Linked DNA regions of Muntiacus reevesi: region 2 is linked to region 1. A link is a contact called in public Hi-C data. All regions are on one chromosome and are shown on one strand. The core of a region is the stretch at or near the end of the contact, and the rest is flanking DNA. Distances in the headings are between cores, read along the strand shown.

Region 1 (6,082 bases), core at 2,676-5,175:
CATTGAACGTGCTTAACATAGCATGTGGCACATACTAAGTGCTCAATAATATTAACTCTTACTGCAATTAGTTTTTTAAAAAAACAAAAACAAAAAACCAAGCAAGACAAGGAGGAGGTTTCAAGAAGGAGGCAGGAAGCTATATCAGACACAGTAGCTAGGACAGGAGGTAGAGAGACGGTAGAGAAAAGGTCAAGGATTTGGCAGAGTGCTAGCAAAACCTGGAAAAGGAGAGGGCAGAGCTAACACTAGCTAAAGAGCAAATGGGGGAAGAGAGAAGGAGCTGTAGGTATGAAACACTCGGTAGCAGCTGAGAAATAAAGAGAGCAAGTGTAAGAAGAAGCAGACCTTGATTTGGGCTGCATGGAGAAAGTCAGAGGGGAAAGTTGCTGAGTGTTTGGTTCTAGGAGCCAGACAGACGCAACGATATCTTGTAAATCATTCAAACATTTCAATTTGGTACCATAAATCTTCACATTTGCTGTGCTGAGCCTGGGCATCCAGGGACTGTTCTACAAAGAATGAATGGCTACCAAGGAATGATTGTGGATAAATGGTGACATAAATCAGCATGGGAGTGGGGAAAGAGGAACCTGGATGAGGACTTAGGTTTCAGAAGCCCGAGGTGCAGTTGGTTAGAGGATGCCTGTCTCAGAGTCTGCTAAGAAGGTGGGAAAGACTCAGGGTTGGAGACACAGGGTTTAAGAACCATTAGTAGCAGAGTCATCAAAATCAGGAGAAAGGATAAAATGTCCTACAGAAGGCAGGGAGCAGAAGACAGTCCAGGAAAGATTGAGGCTGGTGGAGAACAAGGCACTGGAGGACAGGTATGAAGGCATGGAGGAAGGTTAGGTTGTGGAAGCTTTGGCAGGAACACTTCTGTGGTTGGAGTTGAAAGAGAACCCCAAACCAGGTCCGGAATGTCACAGGAAGAGGTTGTGGACCATTGCCAAAGCCATCTCAGTGGAGTGCTGGGGACAGAAACCAGGTTTGGGTTGGTTGGGTATGAAAGAAGGATGGGGAAGTAGAGACAGTAAAGACTTGTTTTTTCAGGAAGTTTGCTGTTAAGTTGATGGAGAGATGCAGAGCAAGAGTTGAGCAGGCAGGGGTTTTTATTTATTTATTAACAGTGAACAAAATCGGCCAGATTGCAGGTGGGCAGGAAATGACAGAAAGAGAGGGACAGAAAGAGGAGGAAACCTGGAGCCCTTGTTATCTACAGCAGTTAAAAATAATGAAAAAACAGGAAAACTACATGCACAAACCCTTCAACTGAACAGGGGTAGTAATTTGCAAATCTCTGTGGCACCTGCTACTTCTTATCCAAGGGGAAGGAGAGTTTATAACTGCTGCATGTCTAAGTATTGTTTCATGCCTCGTCTGCCGAAAGTCTTTTTCCTGTAGCACCATCCCACCCTTGGTCTCCTGACATTTTCAATTTTACTACCAACAGGGCTCATCCTTCCTGTGAGCTTCCTCTCTCCCACCCTCTAACCTTCCAGTCCACACCTGAGCTCCCTCTGTACCTTCCCTGCGTTTCTGTGGTTTTTCTTCTGTTGCCTGGGTCTCACTGTGAGTTACCTTGCTTGCCTCCCCCAGGGTTGGTCTCCTGCTTCTCCTATTCCTGGAGCTTGGGGGTTTGCATTCTAAGTTGCTTCAGTCTTTGACACTGAAGTGGACAATAGTCCGCCAGGCTCCTCTGTCCATGGAATTCTCTAGACAAGAATACTGGAAGGGGTTGACATTCCCTTCTTCAAGAGATCTTCCCAACTCAGGTACTGAACCCGCATCTCTTACCTCTCTTGCATTGGCAGGCAGTTTCTTTACCACTACCACCACCAGGGAAGCCAGGGAGGACACAGGTAAGTCGGTCCTTAATAGTCTAAAAGAGGGTGGTCATTTCTGTATCCTTTACATCCTGGACTTGATTTAGTTGTTTTCGCATTTTGTCTGTTTTTCGGGACCCGACGCCCTGACAAACAGAATCTTCAATTACGAAAGGGCTGGAGCGGCGGGGCGGGCTGGGTAGCAGTCGGAAGGACAGAGAGGAAGCCAGGGCAGGCCGCCTCCCGAAGCGGCAGGCAGAGGGCGCGCCGGTACCGGGATTGGAAGCAGCCGCAGCAGGAAAGGGGACGCCTGCCTGGCGGGGGCGGGGTGGGGTGGTACTCCGGGACTGGGGAAGCGCACGTGGGGCCGGGCAGCGCGTGGCTGCACGTGTGGTGCCCCGGGGCTTGTTGTCCCGGCTAAAAATACGCGTCCTGCTGGGGTCGGGAGACTGCCCTCGGCGGGAGAGACTTCTGGAGACACAGCTTTCTGGGTGGGAGATTGTGGCTTTGAAGCCTGACGCCAGGGCTCCCAAGAAACCCGGGGCAAGCCTCGCACCGGGCCTCAGTTTTCTCATCTGTGGAATGAAAGTGAAAGTCTCTCAGTCGTGTCCGACTCTTTGTGACCCCCATGGACTATACAGCCCAAGGAATTCTCCAGGCCAGAATACCGGAGTGGGTAGGGTAGCCTTTCCCTTCTCCAGGGGATGGATCTTCCCGACCCAGGAATAGAACCGGAGTCTCCTGCATTACAGGCGGATTCTTTACCAACTGAGCTATGAGGGAAGCCTTATCTGTGGAATGGGGACTATTTATCTGCTCAAGAGATAGGGAGTGCCTATGTTGTGCCAGACTGTTCCAGGCGTCAGACATAACTACACAGTTCTTGCCATGGAGTTCACTGTCTAGAGTTTCGGAGGGGGCAGGAATAATGTAAATAAGCAATTTCTATTTCCAAAACTGCCATGAGAAAAGTAAAGGATGAAGTGATAGTGAGGAGTGATATATAAGATGGTACTTGAAGAAGTCACCTATAGAGACATAGTGTCACTATGTCACTTCGGCTTGAGTGAAGAGCCTGGCTAGTTGGATAAAAGAAAGGTGAAGGGAGCTGCCAGGGAGAGGGCAGGGAGCTGGAGAGCGAGGCCCAGCTGGAGACCAAAGCACCCAGTACTGTGGATCCTGAAACTGATCTCCGGTGAAAAGGTCAGCGATGGTTTGTGAGGAGTCTGGGCCTGCCCGGAAAGGGTTCAACAGCAAGGGAAAAACACCTTGATTAGGGTGTTGATTGCATAGATGAACGCGTTTATCAAAACTCAGCGAAGAATTGTGCATTTTGCTGTATGTAAATCGTACGTCAAAAACGACCCAAAAAGTGTGAGAGTGCTCGGCTTGAGAGAGCAACCGTGACCTGGGAAAGTCTGGTTGGTCCCGCGGGCTGATCCCGCAGACCAGGGTACAGGGCATCCTCTAGGGAGACGGTCGGGCAGGCTGGGAGAAAGCAACCACACCCGGTGGTGTGCGGGCAAAGGTGGTCTCTAGAGCCGTGCAGCCCACAGCCAGGACCAAGGTTACGGGCTCAAGCCCCCGCCCGGGTTGTCAGGGGCAACCTTGGAGCTGCGCCCTCGCCCCGCCCTTCGCGTAGAGGCCAGGTGGCGGTTGGGGCGCGACCAGCCCGTTTGATTTCCCGCGGCCGGTGGAAAGGGGCGGAGGGGGGAGGGGAAAGCGGCCGTCGGCCAATGGGTTGGGTTGGGACAGTCACGTGGTGGCCTCGGGGCGGGGCCCAGGTGTACTTACTAGGCTGCGGGCGGGGGCCGCAGCCTCCGCGCGAAGTTCGGGAGGCGGGGCTGGCGTGCGGGCCCTGGGGTTGCTCCGCTAGGATTGGCCTGTGGCCGGGAGGCGGGGTCTGCACGCGCCGCGGCTGCGGGCTACGATTGGCCTCGGTTCAGGGCCGGCTGCCGGCGTGCAGGCTAGGCTCGGGGCGCGAGGACAGAGCGGGGCGGTGGGTTCGCGAGCCAGGGGGAGGGGCCGGGGCGGTGGCGGCGGCGGCGGCGGAGGTGGTGGTGGTGGTGGCGGCGGGGGCCGGTACTGGACCCGGCGGGATGAGCGAGGCGGAGGCGGCAGTGGTGGCGACAGCGGCCCCCGCGGCGACGGTGCCCGCGACGGCGGCAGGGGTGGTAGCGGTGGTGGTCCCGGTGCCCGCAGGGGAGCCACAGAAAGCAGGCGGCGGGGCGGGCAGCGGCGGGGTCGGAACGGCCTCGGGCCCAGCTGCTGGGACCCCCTCGGCGCCAGGCCCCCGCACCCCTGGCAACCTGGCGACGGCGGCCTCGGGAACCCCCGCGCCCCCGGCCCGGAGTCAGGCGGACAAGCCGGTGCTGGGTGAGGGGCGGGGCGCGTGCCACGGCGGCTCTAAGGGGGAGGCGGGGGGTCGACGGGCTGGGGGAGGGGCATCGTGGAGCCCGGCGGGGTCCGGAAAGCCGAAGGCCGGTATGGCTCGAGGCTCAAAGGACCAGCGGACCTTAGTGAGTTTCCCTAGTGGGAAATTCTGCAGTGTCTTCCTGGGTGAGAGGGAGTGGCTGGCCGGTCCAGCTAGGGTCTGGCCACGCCCCCGGGGTGGGAGACTTGATCTTGTTGCTTTTGGCTAGTATTAGGTAAATATCTGAGCCCGGAAAGCAAGTGCACTAGTGACCCTTAAAATAGGGCTAGAGAGACCCCAGTTATGGCCTGAGGGCGGAACTTCGTGGACCAGGTAAGTACCCGCTTCTAGGTTAAGGGCCTAGATTTGTAGGATGTGAGGAACATGCCTTAGAATCGGAAGAGGTTTGAAACCCTGAGCCCCGCTCTATGGCCGGTTGCATTTGGTGGAATTGGGTAAGAATGCCTTGGAGCTACTGGGTAAAACCTGGTTCGCATGAAGTTTAGCTTAATAGATAATAGGTTGGTTAGATTTTGGAGTGTCCCAAAACTGAGTCCAACTCCATCTCTTCCCCCTATCTTACTGCCCCCACTGCATCTCTGCCTGGCAGCAATCCAAGTCCTGGGCACTGTCAAATGGTTCAACGTGCGGAATGGTTACGGATTCATCAACAGGTATCTGAGGAACCCAGGGAGGGGATGGAATGGGTGTCTTCCAAACTGATCTATGGGACTGGACACCTTCCCAGCCTCATCTCTACCCCTGCCAAGGCACATGGTTGCAATGTCCAGCTGATGCTGATTGAAAGCCTTTAACCACAGCACAGATGTGGGCATGACGAAGCCTTCTCCACATCTTCAAGGGCAGCAGAGGGTTAATGATCTAGGAAGTTGGCAAATCTGGCTCTGATCCTCGCAGCTGGTCTGTGTCACCTTCTGGTTTAGTTTGCCGCCGCCTTTGGGGCAGAATGTACCTGCAGAATGTGCCTCCGGCCGGAATCCTCACTCATTTCCTGTTTCGGGCAGCACACATAGCACTCTCATAACTCATCCCCCTTAGAGAGCTGTTAGCTCATTGAATCCCCCACCTGACGGGACTGAGTCTGGTGGGGGTTGGGGAAAGAAGGCACCAGTCCAGCCTGAAGCTGCTGCTTTCCTTGTGCAGCACCCCTGCACCCCCCAAACTGGGAGGGGCCATAGTGTCAGATTCTGAGCCGAGTCAGGTCTCCCCCAGTGGGCCCTTCCCCAGTCCAGGCACCCTGCCCGGCCCAGCCCTCCTGGGAGGCCTCAGTTCCCTCTTAGCAGGCTGACCTTTGTGCAGATCCAAGTGCTTTAAAGCCAGAACACTTGTTCTAGGGAAGGGTCCTTCTCTAATTCTGGAAACTGAGGACTCCTGGAAGGTTCTGAGGGAAGACCTCTTCACACCCACCCCCCACTGGGGTGCTAGGGTAAACTAGGGTGATGGGCAAAGTAGTGACAGAATGATCTAATATCTTCTTTCTCACCCTTGATCTCTTGGTGTGCTGAGAGGGGGCCTGACGGGGGTTCACCTCCAGGCTGAGAATAAAGTTTTGTGGGCTGTTTGGAGCCAGTTTCTGACACATTTTCCCCTCCTCAAAGGTGTTCTGCACCTCTGCTCCTGTTCCTACTCACTCCCTCCTTGACTGCAGAAGGAAGGAGACTGAGAGGAATTCTCCACCCATGATGTGGGGTGGGGAGCAGGGGTTGTTGGCTGGGAGAGTGACACCCAGCACTACCAGGTTCTAAGGTGCCCCGAGGGTGGAGAGCTCCACAGGTAAAGGCTGAACCAGCTCCTTCAAGGTGCCTTTGCCAACCCTGCAGCC
Region 2 (6,063 bases), core at 1,604-4,103, 160 kb after region 1:
GGGCATGGCAATCTACTCCAGTATTCTTGCCTGGAGATTCCCACGGACAGAGGAGCCTGGTGGGCTACAGTCCATAGGGTCGCACAGAGTCGGACATGACTGAAGCTACTCAGCATGCACAATATATATGGGCTATATGATAGAATATTATATATAGGCATATATGATGTATAGATCATATATACTATTTTCCAGCAGTCATGTACAAATGTGAGACTTGGACCATAAAGAAGGCTGAGCACCAAAGAACTGATACTTTCACACTGTGGTGTTGGAGAAGACTCTCGAGAGTCCCTTGGACAGCAAAGAGATCAAACCAGTCAATCCTAAAGGAAATCAATCCTGAATATTTATTGGAAGGACTGATGCTGAAGCTGAAGCTCTAATACTTTGGCCACCTGATGTGAAGAGTTGAGTCATTGGAAAAGACCCTGAAACTGGGAAAGGTTGAGGGCAGGAGGAGAAGGGGGTGACAGAGGATGAGATGGTTGGATAGCATCACCGACTCAATGGAAAAAATTTTGAGCAAACTCTGAGAGATAGTGAAGGACATGGAAGCCTGACATGCTTCATTTAGTCCATAGGGTCACAGAGTTGGACATGACTAGCCACTGGACAACAAACTAATGGAGTATAATATTATTCTTTATCCATTCACTCATTGATAGACACTTAGGTTCTTTCCTTATCTTGACTATTGTGAATGATGCTCCAATGAACACATAAGTGCAGATATCTCTTTGACAGCCTGTACAGAATCTGCCTGCAATGAAGGAGACCTGGGTTCGATCCCTGGATTAGGAAGATCCCCTGGAAGAGGGCATGGTAACCCACTCTAGTATTCTTGCCTGGAGAATCCCCATGGACAGAAGAACCTGCTGGGCTACAGTTCATGTGGTTGCAGAGTCTGACATGACGGAGAGACTAAACACAGCCCAGCACTGCAGTTCTATTTTTAATTTTTTGAGGCACTTCTATATACTGGCTCTATCAGTTTACATGTCCATCAACAGAGCTGGGTGTTTCTTTTTCTCCACATCCTCACCAATCTAAGATTTTTTTTAACCTTAAAAATCAGTTTTATTGAGATGTAATCCTTACTCAATAGTCTTACAAAATTCTTACAAAATGTGTTTGTGTGCTCAGTCATTCATTGCATCTGACTCTTTTCAATGCCATGGACTGTAGCCTGCCAGGTTCCTCTGTCCATGGGATTCTCCAGGCATGAATAGTGGTGTGGATTCATAAGTATCTTGTAAAGGTGCTCAGTATCACTTTGTACAACTCCCAGGCCCTAAAGACCCAGTTTCCTCTTTCATCCCCCTGCATTTCTACTTCACCATGGGGAGGGAGTGCTTTGTTTCACTTGGCCTCATTCAGATTGGAGCAGGGGCCTCTCGGGCCATTGCTGGAAGTGGGGTCCCTGCCCTCCCTGTTGTCTGAGGATAGGCTGGTTCTGCCTTCCAGGTGCCTTTCACAATAGCACCCCAGACTAGGGAAGCTGGTGAGACCACTTTCCTAGGGTGGTAGGTACATGGCAAGGCTCCTGTACCCCCTCCAGGACAGTTCAAGCACAGAGCATGACATATTCAAAAATTAAGGAGTGATAAAAAGCTAGAAATGCCCACAGAGCAGGTGAGCTGCTAATATCTGATGGAAGAGTGTAGAAAAGAGGGGAGGGGGGCTGGGATGGAAAGATAGTCTGGGTATACCTCTGACTGGGAAAGGCTTTTATCCAAAGTAGAGAATTTTGTTTTGTTTTCTTTTGTTTCCTCTTATAGGCAGTAGAGAGCCCTCGAAGACCATATTGTGTTGTTAAGTTTACAGTTTCACTAATTAAGTTGTTTATTTGCAGAGTTTCTCAACAATTAGGAAACACTGCCACCATGTGGCTGTTGGGTAGTGTGGCCGTCGGCCAAACTGTAATGCAAACTGCCAGGTTTTCTCTGATGTTGTTTAATAATTACACCAGAGAACATATCCCTTGCTTCAAAGTAAATCAATGATAACCTTAATCTTAATGTAAAAAGGAAAGTTTTTCCAAGAAATCAATACCTGGGTTCAATTTTCGGATTTCTTACTTTGTTTTTAAAATTCCCATCTAAATCTTCAGGGATTCTGATCTCAAGAATCCTTTCTAGTCCCAGAAACCCATAGTTCAGAATCAGTCTACCATTTCCAGGTCAGTTTGGCATCAAATTGTCTCCAGGACGTTTCCCTCCGTGGTGGCAGATTCTATTTCAGTAGTAGGTCTGTTCTTGGATGGTTTCACAGTTGGACAGACCCAAACTCAAATACTTCTTTCTTTTTTTTTTAAAGTTTGGTGATTCGGGCAAATCACCTAACTTCTCTAAGTCTCAGTGGCTTCATCTGTAAAATGGGGAGAACACCTTTTCACAGGGTGATTGTGAAGATGCAACATGACGTGTATATGTCCCTGGCCCATCACAAGGAAGTCCTCTTCCTGCCGCTCTGTCCTGGAGGGCGTATTGTCGTTGAGCACGCAACATGCACTGCATGGAGGTCTGTGATTTAACACCCGAGGTTTACCAGGTTCTCCAGCAACGTTCCCTGAGAACGTTGGAGCTACTCATCCCCTCAGGCTTTGTGAGGACCACCCCCATGGGTCCCACTCCTATGGGACCACGCAACCACCCCGTGCGTTGCCTACCAACGTTGGGGAGGCTGGCGATTGCAATCCATGCACCTCCCGGGTGCGCAGCCAGCGGCAGGTGCGTGGGCATGGGCGGGGAGGTGTTCATTCCTCGCCCCTCCCTTCCTCGGGATTGGGGGTGTAAATGGATAATTCAATCCCCGTGGGACTCGGCTCGGTGGATTGGCTGTCTCAGCTCGCTCCCGCCCTCGGCACCCTCCGCGTCCCAGGTGGCTCAGGCGCCCTGTTTACCTTGAGAGCCTGTCCAAGTGGGGCTCCATCTCTGCACTTGCTCCTCTCTAAGGCCCCGCCCTCCGGGGAAGCGGGGAGAAAACCGGGCCGAGCCATTCTTCGCCCTTCCCCTCCCCCGGATCGCCCGGTGAGGTCGGGTAAGGGGAACCTGGTGCGTGTGGGAGGGGGAGTCTCAGAACTGGGGGATCTGGTTGTTATCCCGCTCTAGTACGGCGCGAACCTGGAGTTCTAGCCCAAGGCCCGTACATCACCCCCCACCCCCACCCCCCCCCACACACACACACAACCCCCGCCTCCGTTCTGCCGTGCTCAGGGCTGGATCTCAGGTACGCTCAGGTCCCTAAAGGAGACACAGATGTGGCGACTTCTCTGACAGATGTTCCGCCTTCCGCAGGAGGCGATGACCCCCAAGCCAACCGGACCCCCGGACGGGGGCTGGGGCTGGGTGGTGGTGGCTGCAGGGTTCGCGGTGAATGGGCTCTCCTACGGGGTGTTACGCTCCCTGGGCCTCGCCTTCCCTGACTTCGCGGAGTATTTTGACCGAAACGCTCAGGAGACGGCATGGGTCAGCGCCCTGGCCCTGGCAGTGCAGCAGGCAGCCAGTAAGGAGGGGCCCCGAGGTGGAAGGCAGGAACTGGGGTCGGTGGAGGTGCCGTGAGAGCAGTGGTAGGGGACACACCTGACTGGTTACCAAACAACCTAAGAAAAATCGACCTTTAGAGTTCGACCTTCAGAGCTAGGTCGAATTTAGAGTTCTAAGTTCTAAAATAAAATTGAGTAGGTCTTGAGATGAAGCGGGGCGGGGTGGTGGTGGTGTTGCTATAAGGCGGGGGAGAAGTTTAGGCCAGGAAAACAGCCAATGAGAAGTGTTGGAGCGAGTTTGGGGGTCCAGGGGGCGTGTCTTCCCTTGACTCCGCCCCCTTCCAGGCCCAGTGGGCAGTGCCCTGAGCACCCGCTGGGGGGCGCGCCCCGTCGTGATGGTTGGGGGCGTCCTCACCTCGCTCGGCTTCGTCTTCTCGGCTTTCGCACACAGTCTGCTGCACCTCTACCTTGGCCTGGGCGTCCTTGCTGGTGAGGGAGAGGTATACCCGGGTTCTTAAGGGGGTGATGGTGGAGCTAGGAGCCTGTCGGGTACGGAAGCCAAGAGGGCGGGGGCCTCCTGCGACAAACAGAGCTGGGATGGCAGGGCCTGGCATCCCTGGTTTCTCTCTTTACCCGGTTCTATCCATTCACAGGCTCCGGCTGGGCCCTGGTGTTCGCCCCTGCCCTGGGGACCGTCTCCCGTTACTTCTCCCGCCGTCGAGTCTTGGCCGTGGGGCTGGCACTCACGGGCAACGGGGCCTCCTCGCTGCTCTTGGCGCCCGCTTTACAGCTCCTCCTTGATAATTTCGGCTGGCGGGGCGCCCTGCTCCTCCTCGGAGCCGTCACCCTCCACCTCACCCCCTGTGGCGCCCTGCTACGACCCCTTGCTCTTCCTGGCGACCCCCTGGCCCCACCCCGAAGCCCTCTAGCTGCCCTCGGCCTCGGTCTCTTCAGACGCCGGGCCTTCCTAGTTTTGACACTCGGCACGGCCTTAGTGGGGGTCGGTTACTTCATCCCCTACGTGCACCTGGCTCCTCACGCTTTAGATCGGGGCCTGGGCGGGTATGGGGCGGCGCTGGTGGTGGCGGCGGCTGCGATGGGGGATATCGGCGCTCGGCTCCTCTGCGGTTGGTTGGCGGACCAGGGTTGGGTGCCCCTCCCTCGGTTGCTGACGATATGCGGGGCTCTGACAGGCCTGGGGCTGCTGGCGGTGGGATTGGTGCCGGTGGTGGGGAACGAGGACAGCTGGGGGGGCCCCCTGCTGGCCGCGGCTGGGGCCTACGGCCTGAGCGCCGGAAGTTACGCCCCGTTGATCTTCTGTGTGCTCCCGGAGCTGGTGGGCATCGGAAATGTGGTACAGGCCACCGGGCTGATGATGATGCTGCTGAGCCTCGGGGGGCTTCTAGGCCCTCCCCTGTCAGGTAAGGGCCAGAGCCAGCAGATCCGCTCGCCACCCCCACCCCCACCCGCATCTGGGGACCCAGGCCTCTAAGTTCCTTTCCATCTCCTCTCAGGCTTCCTAAGGGATGAGACTGGAGACTTCACCGCCTCCTTCCTCACGTGCGGCTCTTTCGTCCTCTCTGGCAGCTTCATCTATTTGGGGCTGCCCAAGGCGCTGCCCTCCTGCCGTCTGGCTTCACGTCCAGGCACTCCACCCCCTGAGATGGGGGAGCTGCTCCCGGTACCTCAGGTTGCCCTGCTCTCCCCGGGAGACCCTCACTCCACTCTGGACACCACTTGTTGAGCCCCTCCCCCAATAAAGACTTTTTATCCGCTTTTCCTGCAAGCTCCAATTGTTCGGCAACCTATACTGCAAACATTCTGCTTAAGATATCCAGAAAAGCTGGTTGATGGGAACAGGATCCCCCTGAGCCATGGCAGGTGGGAAGGGTGTTTGTCCTGTCAGTCCATTTCTCTTTGCCCAAGTGCTTGCCATTATAACAGGAAACCTTTGAGGAACTGTCTGTCTGCTTCAGGTTTGTTGGGGGAAGGGGGGTGCTCATGAGTGCTAGCTGCCCCATCCTCATTTCCCAGGTAAATCTTTCTGCATTTCAGTCCCCCTTTACTGGCCCGAGGAAAATACAAGCATCTTAGACTTCATCACTCTTAGCTATATCTCTCCCTTCCAAACTAGCACCCTTCTCCCACATCTCACACCATTTTCTTAATTTCTAATTTACAGGGGAGAGTAGGAAAGAGGGAGGTCAGTGGGCAAGTGGGAGGGACTGTGGTCCAGAGAGCAGAGTCCAGGGTTAAATGCTCTGGGTCACCAGAGGTCCTGGATACCTCCCCTCCATTCCCCAGTGTGACCCCATTCAGCCCACTCAGGCTTATGGGCCCAAGCACTTTCTGAGGTTCTGAATTTTGTCCAGTTTTCTTATTCAGTTTTATCCCAAAGACAGACCTTTTCCAAGGAGGGCAACACTAGAGATCGCATGTAAACAAAACTATGATAAGTATCTCGGCCTTTGATTTTCCACAGTTGATTCATAGCTCAGTGGAGCAGGCTGAACTGGATCCTTCTGAAAAGGTTGTGGGAGCAAACAAGATACAAGAATCCTTGAGAAAATACACAA

What was found. Hi-C and Micro-C count contacts between places; a contact is called where the count stands out from the background.
Region 2: a Hi-C map of muscle shows a contact between it and region 1, with 4 times the contacts expected there. The contact joins the promoter of SLC16A11 here to the promoter of YBX2 in region 1. A contact is called at or near these places in 2 of 3 Hi-C or Micro-C datasets (blood and muscle).

What each region holds. Positions count from the first base shown.
Region 1 is chr18:34,959,770-34,965,851 of mMunRee1.1, forward strand. It overlaps YBX2 (Y-box binding protein 2), which reads left to right and starts at 3,926. Exons shown (of 9, transcript XM_065909784.1): 1 at 3,926-4,202; 2 at 4,850-4,913. The coding sequence starts at 3,926.
Region 2 is chr18:35,122,938-35,129,000 of mMunRee1.1, forward strand. It overlaps SLC16A11 (solute carrier family 16 member 11), which reads left to right and starts at 2,854. Exons shown (of 4, transcript XM_065909195.1): 1 at 2,854-3,042; 2 at 3,833-3,976; 3 at 4,141-4,908; 4 at 5,002-5,366. The coding sequence starts at 3,883. The coding sequence ends at 5,231. It also overlaps a transcript of SLC16A13 not described here.